4 separate regions of the Oryctolagus cuniculus genome follow, and regions 1, 2 and 4 are each linked to region 3. Evidence: chromatin contacts called from public Hi-C and Micro-C data. All regions are on one chromosome and are shown on one strand. The core of a region is the stretch at or near the end of the contact, and the rest is flanking DNA. Distances in the headings are between cores, read along the strand shown. Region 1 has its middle 240 kb from the start of HES1. Region 2 has its middle 74 kb from the start of CPN2. Region 3 holds the start of HES1 (hes family bHLH transcription factor 1). Region 4 has its middle 140 kb from the start of HES1.

Region 1 (3,191 bases), core at 123-2,622, 240 kb after region 3:
GCAGCTCGTCTGAACAACTGCTTTTAGCTGAGGGCAGATGCTTCTAGCTGAGGAGAGGGTGAGTATGGGTAACACAGGAGTTAGAGAACGGGACACCAAGCAGACAAGCCACAGCAGTGCACTTGCCCTGGACAGCAACCCATCCAGGGGCTCTGACGCACACATGCACATGCGTATGGTATTAGCGGGGCTCACACATGATCAGAGTTCCCAGGGATGGCCCTAACCCTCTGACTGATCTTCCACACCCCAGGGAACCTTGCCTTGCAGGACCCAGCTTCAAGAAAATCTCACATGGTCCTGTGGCACTGTCTGTTGGTCCCTGGTGTGGAACTCCTTGGGGGCAAGTTGACCCGCGTTGGTTCTGACAGGCTCACAGCCTGCGAGAGCACGGGCAGCACTGGGGTTCCGGGTCCTCAGGCTGAGAACCACTCCTGCATTCTGATGAGCCCACTGAGCTGCCACCACGCTAAGTCCCCACGAGAGCTGGCATCTAAATGTCCCAGAGAGCACGGGTCCCAATGACGTTCTTTATCGGGAAGTGTAGCTCCCTCCAGGTTGAGTAAAGGATTAAGTACCCATGCCTGCCAGACACCAGGCACCTAACAAAGGCCAGCTCTTTCCCCACTTGATGCAATCTCTATGACCTATCTTGGCCGGGAGAGTGTGCTCACCCCCAGACCTGGAGTCCTGCCTGCTGCTGCCCTGGTTTCTCTCCCTCCCCCTCCCATAAGCCCCAGCCTAGGCTTCCTGCAGGGCTTGTGTTAGGCGTCCCTGTGCATTCCCCCCATCCTGATCCTTCCCCGCGTGCCAGTTATGCCCTTGGGGTGTTCCCTGAACCACACAACAGCGACTCAGCAGAGGGCAGCAGGCCCAGGAGCGTGGCACCGTGGCACACCAGTCTCTGTGGGGCCTGGCACGAGGCCCTCCTGTCTCAGGTCTCCATTTCCCCCTTGGTGACACAAGGGCGTTGGGCTAGGGCACCACCTGCAGCACTGCCGCAATAAATCACCCCAGCCAAGCAGCCAGCCACACACACACTTTTAGCACCTTTCCCATACTGGAACAGAACATGCCCCAGGTCCCAGGGCCCTCACGCCAGGTCAGGGACCCTCCCTGCAAGACGGGACCCAGAGGCGACCAGCAGTGTGACAAGACTGGAGGGGGAGAGCTCCCTCCAAGTGGCAACAGACGCCCCCCCCCCCCCCCCCCCCGCGCGCCGCCCCCACGGGGCTTGGCAACCAGCAGAGACCCAGTAGTCGCTCCTGCTTCCTGCCCGAGGCTCCGCCCCTGCTCGCATTACTCAGCGTCCTGAAATGCTTGCCTCCCTCCAGCCGTTCAGGTCCTGCGCACAGCACAAAGGTCCTGTTGTGGGCCTGCTGCTCACGCAGCCGACCAGCCTCTGGGTGACTCACTCTCTTGCCATTTCCTTTGTGTGGCTCCGGAGCGTGTTGTCTCCGGGGGCGCCGGGGGTGGGAGCCGCTCGGGCAGCCTTGTCGCCGCCGCCACCGCTGCTGGGGAAGAGGACGGCTCCTCCAACGGCCGCCGCCGCCGGCACCTTTCATGTGGAGGCGCCCAGCACGCACGCGATGGAGCCCACGCCTTGGGCTTCCCAAAGGCAGCATCTGGCTCCGGGACTGCGAGAAACAAAGCGTCCGCGGAGGGCAGCACGCGCTGCCCTAACCAGCACTTCTTCACCAACAGCAAAAAGTAACCGCGCGAGGAAGGGCTTGGGGACTCAGGGAGCGAGCGCAGCAGGTGTCCGAGCGGTCCTTGGGACCCAGCTGAAATGCCTAGCCAGCCTCATGAGAACCTGTCCACGCTTGGAAGCCTGGTTCAGAGCAGGGGCTCCTGGGCCAAGGTTAGGGGCTTAAGGCAGTGATCCTGGAGACATCCGATGAATAGGAAGGGGCAGGTGGATACGGGACAGGGAGCCCGGACAGCCGTCTAATGCAGTTAAGTGCCTGCCCTTCGGCAAGGTCTAAGTGAAATTGCAGGCATCCATAAGAGCAGGTCGCAAGCTGTGTCTCCTAAGAGCCCCTGGGCTGGCCGGCCGTCCACACACCCTGACACTTGTCCTTGTGCACACACTCTGCCACCCTGGATGGCCTATTCTTCCCGAAGCACACACACCATGCCCTTGCTTGCACCCAGCTTCTGCGCGAGCCTTGCCCGCTGCCAGGAAAACTCTCCTTGACTGCCTGAAGGTGTCTGATGAGATGCATTCCTTTAGAACTCTGCTGAGGAGTCATCTTCAGCAGGAAGCTTCTCCCCTGTGCTCCTCCGGCAACCCATGCGAAGCCATGACATGGCGCTGAGACACCTGCCTGGTGACACGAGGTGGTGGTGAACGAACTGAGCGCTGGGGAAAGGAAACAGCTTCACGTGCCGCTGCCTCCTGGTGGGACAGAGACAAGCCCCACCGGAAGCCTAAGAAAATGGTTTTAAATCTGTCCTTCCTTTCACAATCTTTAGGCATCTCCCTTGCAGGTGTTGTGGTGAGGTTACTGCCCTAGACTGAGGGGTGACCCACACAGGCATGGGAGCGTGTACCTAGCACCAGGAGGTAGGGTCAAAACCAAACCAAGATCCAGATCGCAAAAGCATGCATGGACAGGTGAGATCTGTGGCTGGTCAGCAGGCTGTCCCTGAGAACAGTGCATGGAGCATGCAGAACCAACTCCACCCACCCCCCAGCATGTACGCATGTGTGTGTGCGCGCGCATACACACACACACACACACTCACTCTTGCAGTTCTTTAGGATTTGCAAAACTTCCAAGCTTTAGAGATGGGCATCCTAAGCCTGGAGGATTGGGACTCTTGCTCAGGGTCCCACAAGGAGTAAGTGGAGAGAAAGAACCCAGATCTTCCTTTGTTCCACGAGTCCCAAGGGTCCAGTGGGTGTCACACACCGTGAGGTTGAATGAGGCATGGTTCTTGCCATCAGGAGCACCCAGACTCGTCAGGGGACCCACTGGGAGCATGGTAAGCACTGCCTTCATGCCGGGTACAGGAGAGGCTTGGTCTGCCGGGAGGTCAGCGAAGTCTCGCAGAAGAGCAGACTCACATGGTGCCCTGGAACATGGGTACGAGGCTCCTGAAGACGGGGAGGAGAACACGGGCAGGGGGCTGTAGCAGGGGAAGCAGTCACCACACGGATCTCCCTTGGCAGTAGGGTATCAGTGTTT
Region 2 (3,245 bases), core at 283-2,782, 130 kb before region 3:
TGCTGATCCCAGCATCCCATATCAGCATGCCTGGAGAGCCAATCCCATCTTGTCCAGCTCCCTATGCTTGTGCCTGGGAGACAGCAGATGATGGCCCAAATTGGGCTCCTGCCACTCACATAGGAGATCCAAATGGAGATCCTGGCTCCTGGGTTTGGCTTGGCGCAGCCCTAGCTGCTGCGGCCATTTGGAAATGAAGAAGCAGATGGAAGATATCTCTCTCTGTCACTCCACCTTGCAGATAACTAAGTCCTAAAAGAACAAGCAGCCATCCTCAGGGAAGTACTGGCCCCTGCTGCTTCTCTTTCTCAAAGTTCCAAGGCGCCAGCATCCACGGAGGTGGGCACGGCAAAGTGACAGCCCCCAAGGGTCAGCTGGGGAAGCCGAGGCCCAGCGGGCTGAGAGGACTGACGGGCGGTGCTCCACGGATGGCAACACTACCCAGCAACTCGTGTCTATGTGATTGGGTGTGCCCGCCCAGCCCGGCAGGTGGGGGGCCCTGCTTGGCGGGCTCCTCAGCGGCTGGAAAGCCTAGGCACGAGGACTGGCTGCCTTCCCGGACAACACAGAGCACCGCCCGCCTGCTCTGCCCGGCAGCTCCAGGCGGCCGCCTTCCGCCCCCGCGGGCCGCCGGGGGGCCTCTGCGGCGACGCCTGCAGCCGTGTTCAGGGCAGGAGGCGGTCTCCGTAGAGCTCATAGGAGCGACTTTGTTTTCCTGAGAAGACAGGGCAAGGGTCGCCTCCCCGCCTGGATGAGTGAGTGGCCCCCAAATGGCCTCCCGCCGTGGGTCTCTGCCAGGGCGCGGGTGTCAGGGGTCCGCTCCCCCGCGGGCGCAGCAGCGCGCCCTACGCTGCCGGAGGGTTTGCGCCGCCCGGGGAGACTTTGTGAGCCCTCGATCCGGCCACGATGGACAGAAAGGCCTCTCTCCCGCAGGGCGGTGGGGTCAGGCCTGCTGCCCGGAGGGAGGCTGACCCTGAGATGGGGGCAGGGTTGAAAGGGCAGGATGCGGTGTCAGTCAATCGCTTCTGACAGGCGCGCGCGTAGGTTCCCGCCAATGGGTGCGCAACAAGAGCCGTCCCCCGGCCGCCCTGCGCCGTATTGTTGGCCTCAGGGCCGAGGAGTGGGCCACCGGCCAGCAGCGGCCCTTTTGCCCCTCTCCTTGCCAAGTGTGTGTGCCACGTGCTGAGAAATAGCTCGGGGAAGCAGAATGCAAAGACCAGGTTTCTGGTTCCAGCTCTGCCACGGACTGCTTGCCGGAGACGGGCTCAAAGTTCTCATCTGTGAAATGGGTGTTGAAAGCGTGTCCCCTGAAAAATCCTCAAGTCGTCGTGGGCGTTGGTGTGAGACGCCTTTGAACAGCTGCGTGCTGCCTGAGGAGCCTGGCCCAAGTGCCGGGAGCCTGGCAGCCGCTTGGGACCCGCCTGGATCCGTCCCCGCTAGGTGGAGCGCGTGGCACTTCCAGAGGCGCGCTCCGCCGGCCGGAGCCTGCTCCCCGCCTCCCGCCCTCCCCGACCCGGCGGGGCCTTGCTGCTGCTCTCCCTCCCGGGGCGCTGGCAGACTCTCAGAGGCCGAGGAGGAGGCCTGGCTGCCAGGAAGGGTGGAGCTGCCAGACGCGGCCAGCCGCAGTGTGACCCGGCCAGTCCCGGAAGCTCTCCAAGCCCCCGGGGCCGGGGCCGCACATCCGCCGGGGGCTGTCCAGGCACCGAGGCCACCGAGGCCGTGTGGGATACCTTTGAGGTCAGGTGGCTGGAGATTTCCAGTGGGAACGGCTGTGGGGTCCGAGGCTTTGGGACGGACTCCCGCGTGGACTAAAGGAGTGGACAACTTTCAGAACTGCTCCCGACCCACAGCGTGCCTGCAGGGAGCCTTGGGTTTTCGATTTTAAAAAGTTCGCAGGTGTCCAAGACTCTTCTCCAAGGCCGAGCACCGTGTGCTAGGCTTGTTCCCTGCAGGGATTCTTCAACAGCTCAAGGAGACGAGAGGCTTCTTACTCTGCCCATTTCACAGAGGAGGCTGCTGCGGCGGGGGCGTTGGCGGGGGGGTGGGGGTGGGGGGCAGGATCACATAAATACTCCCTTGTTGAAGTCTGGATTCAAACCCTGGCAGATCTGGCGGCTGCTGCTGCCCTGTTAAGCTTCTCCCTTTCCTGGGAGGCGGGGACCAATGCTCGCTCACCTCTGCAGCTGGCCCGGCGCCTGGCAGCTCTCCAACAAGGAGCTGCTGAGTGGGGCCTGCTGCATTTTTGGGCTTTCTCTCCCATTACAGATGGATGAAATCCGTGACAGTGCTGAGCTCTGTAGAGAGCACGTAGTGGGGCCGCATGAGCCGGACAGCTGAGGCGTGTCTCGGCTCTCTCCCACGTGCTGTTCCTGTGCTTGTGAGTCAGGTTCACAGACGAGACGGACTGCCTCGTTGGTCCCCGCAGTGGTGCGGGAGTCAGGACAGAGTCTGCAACCCTCCCCCTCCACACATCGCAGCTGCACCAGGTTTGGGCGCGGGATGAAAGGCATCTGCTTCCCTCACTGACGTCACCGAGGGAGCCCTCCTCTTCTGTCCTGCTCAGAGCCCTGAGAGGCTGAGTCACAGGGTCTGACCCGTGGACGTGGGAAGCACTGATTCCGAATCAGCCTGGAAGCGTGCCCGAGCTGGCAGGGCCTGCACAGCTGAGTGGGGGCAGGGAAGACAGCCGGGGCTGGTCTGGGTCCCTTGGCTCCCACAGAGAGCCACGGGTTTTCTCCTTGTTTCCAAACACAGACCCTGTCCTCCCTTCTGCAGCCCCCTGGCCTGGCCTGCCTCCTCGTCCCTCCTTAAGGTGGTTGAGACAGAGCTGTTCATATATGCATCAGGTTACCCTCTCCGGGCTGGGTCTCAGCAAGCTCACACAGCCACAGGAATAGTGGGAGGCCCCCCAGGAAACAACCCATTCCAGAAGCCTCAGTGGCGGGGTGGGTGGGTGGGGGACAGTGCTGGTAAAGCCGGGAGAGGTGGATGCGCCACCAGCGGGGGAGTCACCCAGATTGTGCCAGTGCAGGGAGGTGCCTCCATTCCTAGGCTGCAGGTCAAAGGCAGGGGGTGCCGTTTCCAGCCCCTCCCCCACTCCCACCCCGTGAGACCTCGAGCCACAGGGAAGGTCTGGGCAGGAGTTGCAACCTGCAGAGATGCCACCAAATCAGGGGAGAGGTAGGGGATGGAGGTGCTGGTTTCTCCCCTCCTCCTTCCTACGGCTCCTGGCAGTGGGGGACTGG
Region 3 (3,232 bases), core at 388-2,887:
AGACGGGTCACCGAACGGCCCTGGCCCCGGGGCCATTGCCTCCCGCCCTGGGAGGTCCCTGCGGCGCGCCTCCCCGACCACGCGCCCGCCGGACCGCCTGCGGCTGGGGCGCGGGGAGGGGCGGAGGGGGTTGGCTCTAGGGGAACCAGCCGCCACCACCACCGCCACCGCCACACCAGCGTGGCAATCCGAGCCGAGACACCGCCTTCCCATTCCCTGTCGCTCCATTTAAACTGCTCTCAGGCCCAGCCCCGCGCGCGCTGTGACCTTGGGACTCGGCCCCCACCCTCAATCCACCAACCGCGCCGGTTTCCCCTTCTGGAGCGGGGGAGGAGAGCAGTGCGCTAAACCAGATGACCCCCCCCCCCACTCCACCCCCAGGCTGCACACAGCTCCAAACCGCCACGGCTCCCAGTCCTTTAGCCCCAGCCCGCTTCCCCCGCAGCCAAGCCGCCCGCCACCCTCGCGGCTACCACCTCTCTCCCTCCCTTTCCGGAACAGTAACAACTTGGAGTTGCGGCTATAAATAAGACCCAGACCGTGGGAACGCGAGCGTGAGCCAAGGCAGTAAAATGTAGCTCAATGCCGCTCACAACCGCGGGCGGAAGTCTGGAAGGAATCACCGCCGGGTGCGAGGGCCGCCCGCCGAGGGGGACGCGCGAGCCGCCCTCACCGCGCCCTCACCGGTCATCTGCGCGCGCTGCAGGTTCCGGAGGTGCTTCACGGTCATCTCCAGGATATCGGCCTTCTCCAGCTTGGAATGCCGCGAGCTCTGCACAACAGAGGGCAAGGCAGGGCAGTGAGACCCCCGCCGCCCCCCGTCAGCTGCCTCGGATCGCTGGGGCCCTCCCGCCCCCCGCCTCCCCGGCCGTGGACCCCGGCGAGAAAGCAGCATTGCCGGGCTAGGCTAGGATCCTCGCCTCGCAGGCAAGGGGGATTTCATTCCCGGAGGCTCCGAAACAGTACTTCGCACTTCTTAATAAATAATAATAATAATAATAATAAAAGCAGCAGGATTCTCCCCCACTTACATCTTTCTTAAGAGCATCCAAAATCAGAGTTTTCAGCTGGCTCAGGCTTTCATTTATTCTCGCTCTTCGTCTTTTCTCCATGATTGGCTTTGAAGACTGCAAAGAAATCAGACAGAACTCTGAGTTCCCCTGGGATCTGCCGCTTCACCCCGGGGTTTCCGGAGGGAAAGGAGCCCCCACCCCCGACCTGGTTCCTGGGGCTAGAGATACAGGCACTGCGCTTACCTTCCTGTGCTCAGAGGCTGTCTTTGGTTTATCCGGTGTCGTGTTGACACTGGCTGGGGTAGCAGCCACCGGGGACGAGGAATTTTTCTCCATTATATCAGCTGGCATTTTCCTTCCTTTTTTTTTAATCCCTAGAGAATTTTTATTTTTGGAGACCTTCGCCCAAAAATAATATTTTAATGTCCCTTTTTTCTTGAGACTTTCACAAAACTACTGAGCAAGTGCCGAGGGTTTATTATTCTATTTTGCAGCTACTGGGTGATCGGTAGCGCTATTCCAGGACCAAGGAGAGAGGTAGACGGGGGATTCCGCTGTTATCAGCACCAGCTCCGGATCCTGTGTGATCCCCAGGCCCTGGCGGCCTCTATATATATCTGGGACTGCACGCGAACGGCTCGTGTGAAACTTCCCAAACTTTCTTTCCCACAGTAACTTTCAGCCAATGGGAGGAGGAGACACGCGGCACCGCTCGTGGACCGCGCCCCCCCATTGGCCGCCAGGCACAAGGTCTGGCGGCCAATGGCGCGCGCCTGAGCCCAGGGCACCGGAGGCTACAACGTCAATCAAAGGAATTTTAACCCTTTGCTACTCTCCCCTCTGGGCTTTGCTTTCGAGAGGATTTTTCCGCTTTAGTTTTAGACTAGTTTCTTTCTTTAAGGGGCCAATGTCTTTGCTCTTTGTTCTCTTTTCTATGTGTCACAGAACTGCTTTGACTGTAATAAGAAGTTCATTGGAAATATATTTTCAGAAAGGTATAGACCAAAGAAAAAAAGAGAGACATGATCAGTGATTAAAAGCGGCATAAGCGTGCAAGGGTGTGAATTACCCAAACATCTAAGTGATTTCCCTCCGAGCTTCTGTATACTGAGGAGAGTGAAAAGTAGATAATGCAGAAAAATAACCCCACCCACCCCCAAATTCCTTTTTGCATGCACCAGAAGGAAAAATAAAATTACCTTGCACTTCTCATTTGCAGGCTTCTCAGGGCAAGGTGGTTCTTGGACGCCCCCCACCTTCACCACCCCGTCCCTCTTTCCTTCTGTTGGTGTTGGGGGCCCTGGACCCCCACGCTGCCCCAGGAAACAATCAGAAAAATTTCCAACTGGGTAGAAAGGAAATGGAATCGCCAATGACAAACGAACAAGGGGCGCTTTGATGGCAACGCCGCTCCGGGACGCGCGCGCGCTCCTCCGCACCCTCTCCCTTTCCGCCCGCGGGCCCTCGGCGCGGCGGCACCTCGAGGCAGGCGGGCGGCGAGGCTGCCTCTCCCCTCGCGGGCCCTTTAAGAGCTGCACCAGCCGAGCTGCAGTTTGACATCAGCCGGCCGGCGAGGGCGCGCCTGGAGCCGGAGCACGTGCCAGGATGTTTTATTGCCGCCGCGGCTGCGGCCGGGCCGGGAGGATGTGTGTGTGCGTGCGTGTGTGAGTGTGTGTGCGCGCGCCCCGGGGGCAGGGAGGCGGGAGGCGGCGGCGGGCGGCCGGGAGCGGGGGCCGGTTCCTGGTCCCCGGGAGAAGCCAAGAAGGTAAATAGCAGCTGCTGTGCTCGAGCCTGGGAAAACCCCGCCCCCTGCGCCTGGCCCGGGCTCATTGGCGCGCGCTGCGTGTGGGGTGTGTGTGTGTCCGGGGCCCCCTCCCCGGGCCCCGCCGGGCCAGGAATCCGAGGGGGCGGCGGGCGGAGAGCCCAGCCCCGGCGCTTACCCTCCCCCGCCCCTCCCCCGGCCAAGGTCAGCCCTTCCGGGCGGGGAGCGCACGCCCTAGGGTGGAGAGCGGGGCATGGTTCCAGCCCTCCCCCACCCTGCTTTTCGGGCTCGGGGCTTTAACTTGGCCCCAGACTTCCCTCGCCGCAGCCCCGGGGTGGGGGCGGGGGGGCACCTGGCTCGTTCCTCGCCCCCGCCCGCCCGCCCTCTCCCGCGGGGCCCCCGGCGCCCGCCGCGGTCACGAGATGCCTGACCGCAGTGAGGAAGCGGCCGGGTCAGC
Region 4 (2,834 bases), core at 159-2,658, 140 kb after region 3:
GTGTGCGATTGGGAAGCCCATAGCAGCTGCTTCAGGCAGGTCCTTCAGGGCGCAGGGCTTGCAGTAGGAGAGGCTGGGACAGTCCACAAGCTGATGGATCAGATGGAGCCCTTGAAGGAGGCCAGAGGGACTGTTACCTGCCAAAAGGGGGCAGGGGAAATGGGACACTGGACACAGAGAGACAGGAAGATGGCAGTGAGACGCTGGACTGTTCTGGGGTAGTTGTCAGGGGCCGTGGGGCCTCCAGGGCTGCAGAGGTGGGAGAGCGGCCCCAAGTAGCGGGGGGTGAAGTGCAGGGAACTCTTCCAAGGTTTAGAAACAAGGGCCCGAGGGTCAGGAGCACGAGCCTCAGGCGTGGTTTCCTGCACTAACCCCTGTCACAGGTGTGGGGTGACTTCATCCTGGTCATTGGGTTTCCCATCCTAAGTACAAAAGGTGCTCTCTAGAGCGGGGCTGAAGGCGAGGGGCTGCAGAGTCTCTATCCCTATCTTTTTGGGTCATGATTGACAGCGCAGGTACCAATGGCATGTCACACACGTATGGAAGACTAAAGTGCAGTTCCATGGGGCGGTGCTGCCCCGTAGGACACACGTAGTGCACTCAGATACTTGCTATTCTGTTCACGTTAGCAGAAGTGCTGCTGCTGCTCACGAAACTGATTTCTTAGTCTACTAGTGGGGCATGCCTGGTGCAGTGGAAAAAAAAAATCATCACTGCTCGAGTCATAGCATGAGTCAGCAGGACAGAAGGCCCCCTGGGGTCGCCCTCTGGGCCCTTGGTAGCCACAGGCAAAGGCATGGGAGCTGCACACAGAATTTTTTCCACCGTGAAGAGATAAAAATAGGTATCTTAATTCTGGTTCACCTTTGTCCTTTTAGCCTGCAGATAACTTCCACTGTCGCGGTGGTGGCTGGCCTGGATTGGAAGCCTGCTTGCTTGCAACAAGTGCAGACGTTTCTGGAATAGCACTGGAAGCACAGTCCTGCTAACGCCTGAGATAGGGCGTCCTCCCTCGCCGGCTGCCCAGGAGCCGGTGCCGCACACACGAAGGGAACCAGGCTGCTCCTCCTGGGGCCTTGGCTGCTTCCCCTGTGACTGAATTGGAAGAGGAACTGTTTGCCTTTGGCCGTACATCCTGAATCATAATCAGGATGCCGCTGGCACAAGAGAGCCTGCTCCCACCCTCGCCTGAAAGAACTGCCCAGGGAGGGGAGTTCCTGCCCTCGGCAGCCCCAGAGAAGGAGGCCCGTGGTTTATTGTGTGCTGGCACGGCATCAGAAGTCAGCTCAGTCACTTACAGTAAAACCAAGGAGGGCAGAACAATGCATTCAGAATGAGGTTCAAACACCTCATTAAAAGGAACAGATTGTTCAGTTCATGCCAGGATCACAAGGCTTACGTATTTGTTAGCCAGAGTCCGGTGGCCTTCGGAGATGCTTTCCTGGCTGTGGAATATGAAAAAGATACACAGCCACACCCGTAGGCCTTTCCGTTCTCCAGTTCAACAGATGCGCTTTGCTCCAGCCACGTATCGGGGACTGTGTGATTAGGGCACGTTGGTTTTCGAGGATAGCGCTAAGAAATTACCACGAATTGGTGGGTTGAAACAACAGGAATGTATTCCCCTCCCAGCTTCAGCCATCTGAACTCTGACATCAGGGTGCTGGGCGGGGCTGCACGCCATGCCAAGGCTCCAAGAGACTCCTTCCTGGTCCCCTCTGGTTCCAGGCATCCTTTGGCTACGACTGCGTCTCTCCAGCCTTCGCCTCCTCTCTGATGTTCTCCTTTGTGTGTCTTCTGCCGTGGGATTTAGTAACCCAGAATAACCTGATCCTCAGGTTGATAGCATCTGGAGATCCGCCACTTAATCACATATGTAAAGACCATTTCCCCCCACCCCAGATAGGTCACATTCACATGTACGGGAGGTTAGGTCTTGGACATACCTTTTTCCAGACCATCGTTCAACCCGTCCACTCAGTCAAGGATACAAAGTTGAAAAGGCCAGGGCTGAGGTTCTCAGGAAGTTCAGTGTTGTGGGGCAGAGGAGTAGATAAACAACAGTGTCAAAAGAATGTTCCCGGCAGAGCTCTGTTCCAAGGGCCAGGGGATCTTCAAAGAGTTTGTGCTGGGAGTTGATGTGGGGACGGTGGTGGGAAAGACACAGTGCCTTTCCTCACCTTTGAACTCTATAATTCCTTGGCATCTAGAAATCATTCCAGAAAGTTGAAAACACGGGTAGGGTCTGAGGACAGGGCCTGAATACCGGTCCAGCCAGGTGCGTGGGGTCTGGCAGAGTTCCGCCGAGTCTGTTGGTTGTCTTGAGGTTTGAGGGAATTGGCAGAGAAATGAAAGATGGCTGGGTCATAAATTGTAAGATTTGTGATGGATTTATCGCTCGAGGTGAGAGTTGGATGCTGTTCAGTGGGTCATTGGCTTTCTCTGTGGTAGAAGCAGCAGAGCAGCCGTTTGTGTCATCCTCACAGAGTCCAGTGGGGCGTGTCTGCGGCCCCAGGTCACAGCACCGGTACCCCGGCAGGGACACCGTGGGCCACAGCGGCTGCCACACACATGTCTCATTTGCTCCGAGGCCTTGAGTCAGTGGTCTGTCTTGGCCCTTGGTGTGGTTGGAGAAGGCAGCTGCTGCTCCAAGACAGAAGAGAGACGAGACAGAAAAGCTTTGCTCAATTCTCTCTCTGAAACAACATTTGTGCAAATTTTGCAGAACATAATTTGTAGGGCTTAACACTCTTCTGGGACTTCACCTTCCTCATGAATGTTTATTCAGTTTAAAATGCCTTGATAATAGATGTTATCGAAATATTGTTAACAGG

The links. Hi-C and Micro-C count contacts between places; a contact is called where the count stands out from the background.
Region 1: a contact with region 3 is called in a Micro-C map of ear pinna, with 4 times the contacts expected there. The contact joins the enhancer-like site here to the promoter of HES1 in region 3. A contact is called at or near these places in 3 of 6 Hi-C or Micro-C datasets (ear pinna, psoas muscle and an unstated tissue).
Region 2: a contact with region 3 is called in a Hi-C map of psoas muscle, with 4 times the contacts expected there. The contact joins the enhancer-like site here to the promoter of HES1 in region 3. A contact is called at or near these places in 5 of 6 Hi-C or Micro-C datasets (ear pinna, embryonic fibroblasts, psoas muscle and 2 more).
Region 4: a Micro-C map of ear pinna shows a contact between it and region 3, with 2.8 times the contacts expected there. The contact joins the enhancer-like site here to the promoter of HES1 in region 3. A contact is called at or near these places in 4 of 6 Hi-C or Micro-C datasets (ear pinna, embryonic fibroblasts, psoas muscle and 1 more).

Annotation. Positions count from the first base shown.
Region 1 is chr4:85,559,844-85,563,034 of mOryCun1.1, forward strand. No RefSeq gene overlaps it. Among named protein-coding and RNA genes, the nearest start is that of HES1, 240 kb to the left of the region's middle. Within about 2 kb of position 1,373, at least 7 of the 8 cell types and tissues checked have an H3K27ac peak or open chromatin away from gene starts, as enhancers often do. A contact at or near this core is called in ear pinna, where this site is marked.
Region 2 is chr4:85,189,184-85,192,428 of mOryCun1.1, forward strand. No RefSeq gene overlaps it. Among named protein-coding and RNA genes, the nearest start is that of CPN2, 74 kb to the left of the region's middle. Within about 2 kb of position 1,533, at least 4 of the 8 cell types and tissues checked have an H3K27ac peak or open chromatin away from gene starts, as enhancers often do. A contact at or near this core is called in ear pinna, where this site is marked.
Region 3 is chr4:85,317,494-85,320,725 of mOryCun1.1, forward strand. It overlaps HES1 (hes family bHLH transcription factor 1), which reads right to left and starts at 1,638. Exons shown (of 4, transcript XM_002716517.5): 1 at 1,257-1,638; 2 at 1,032-1,127; 3 at 685-772. The coding sequence starts at 1,364. It overlaps LOC103350485 (a long non-coding RNA gene), which reads left to right and starts at 2,652. Exons shown (of 4, transcript XR_518490.4): 1 at 2,652-2,778.
Region 4 is chr4:85,453,248-85,456,081 of mOryCun1.1, forward strand. No RefSeq gene overlaps it. Among named protein-coding and RNA genes, the nearest start is that of HES1, 140 kb to the left of the region's middle. Within about 2 kb of position 1,409, at least 5 of the 8 cell types and tissues checked have an H3K27ac peak or open chromatin away from gene starts, as enhancers often do. A contact at or near this core is called in ear pinna, where this site is marked.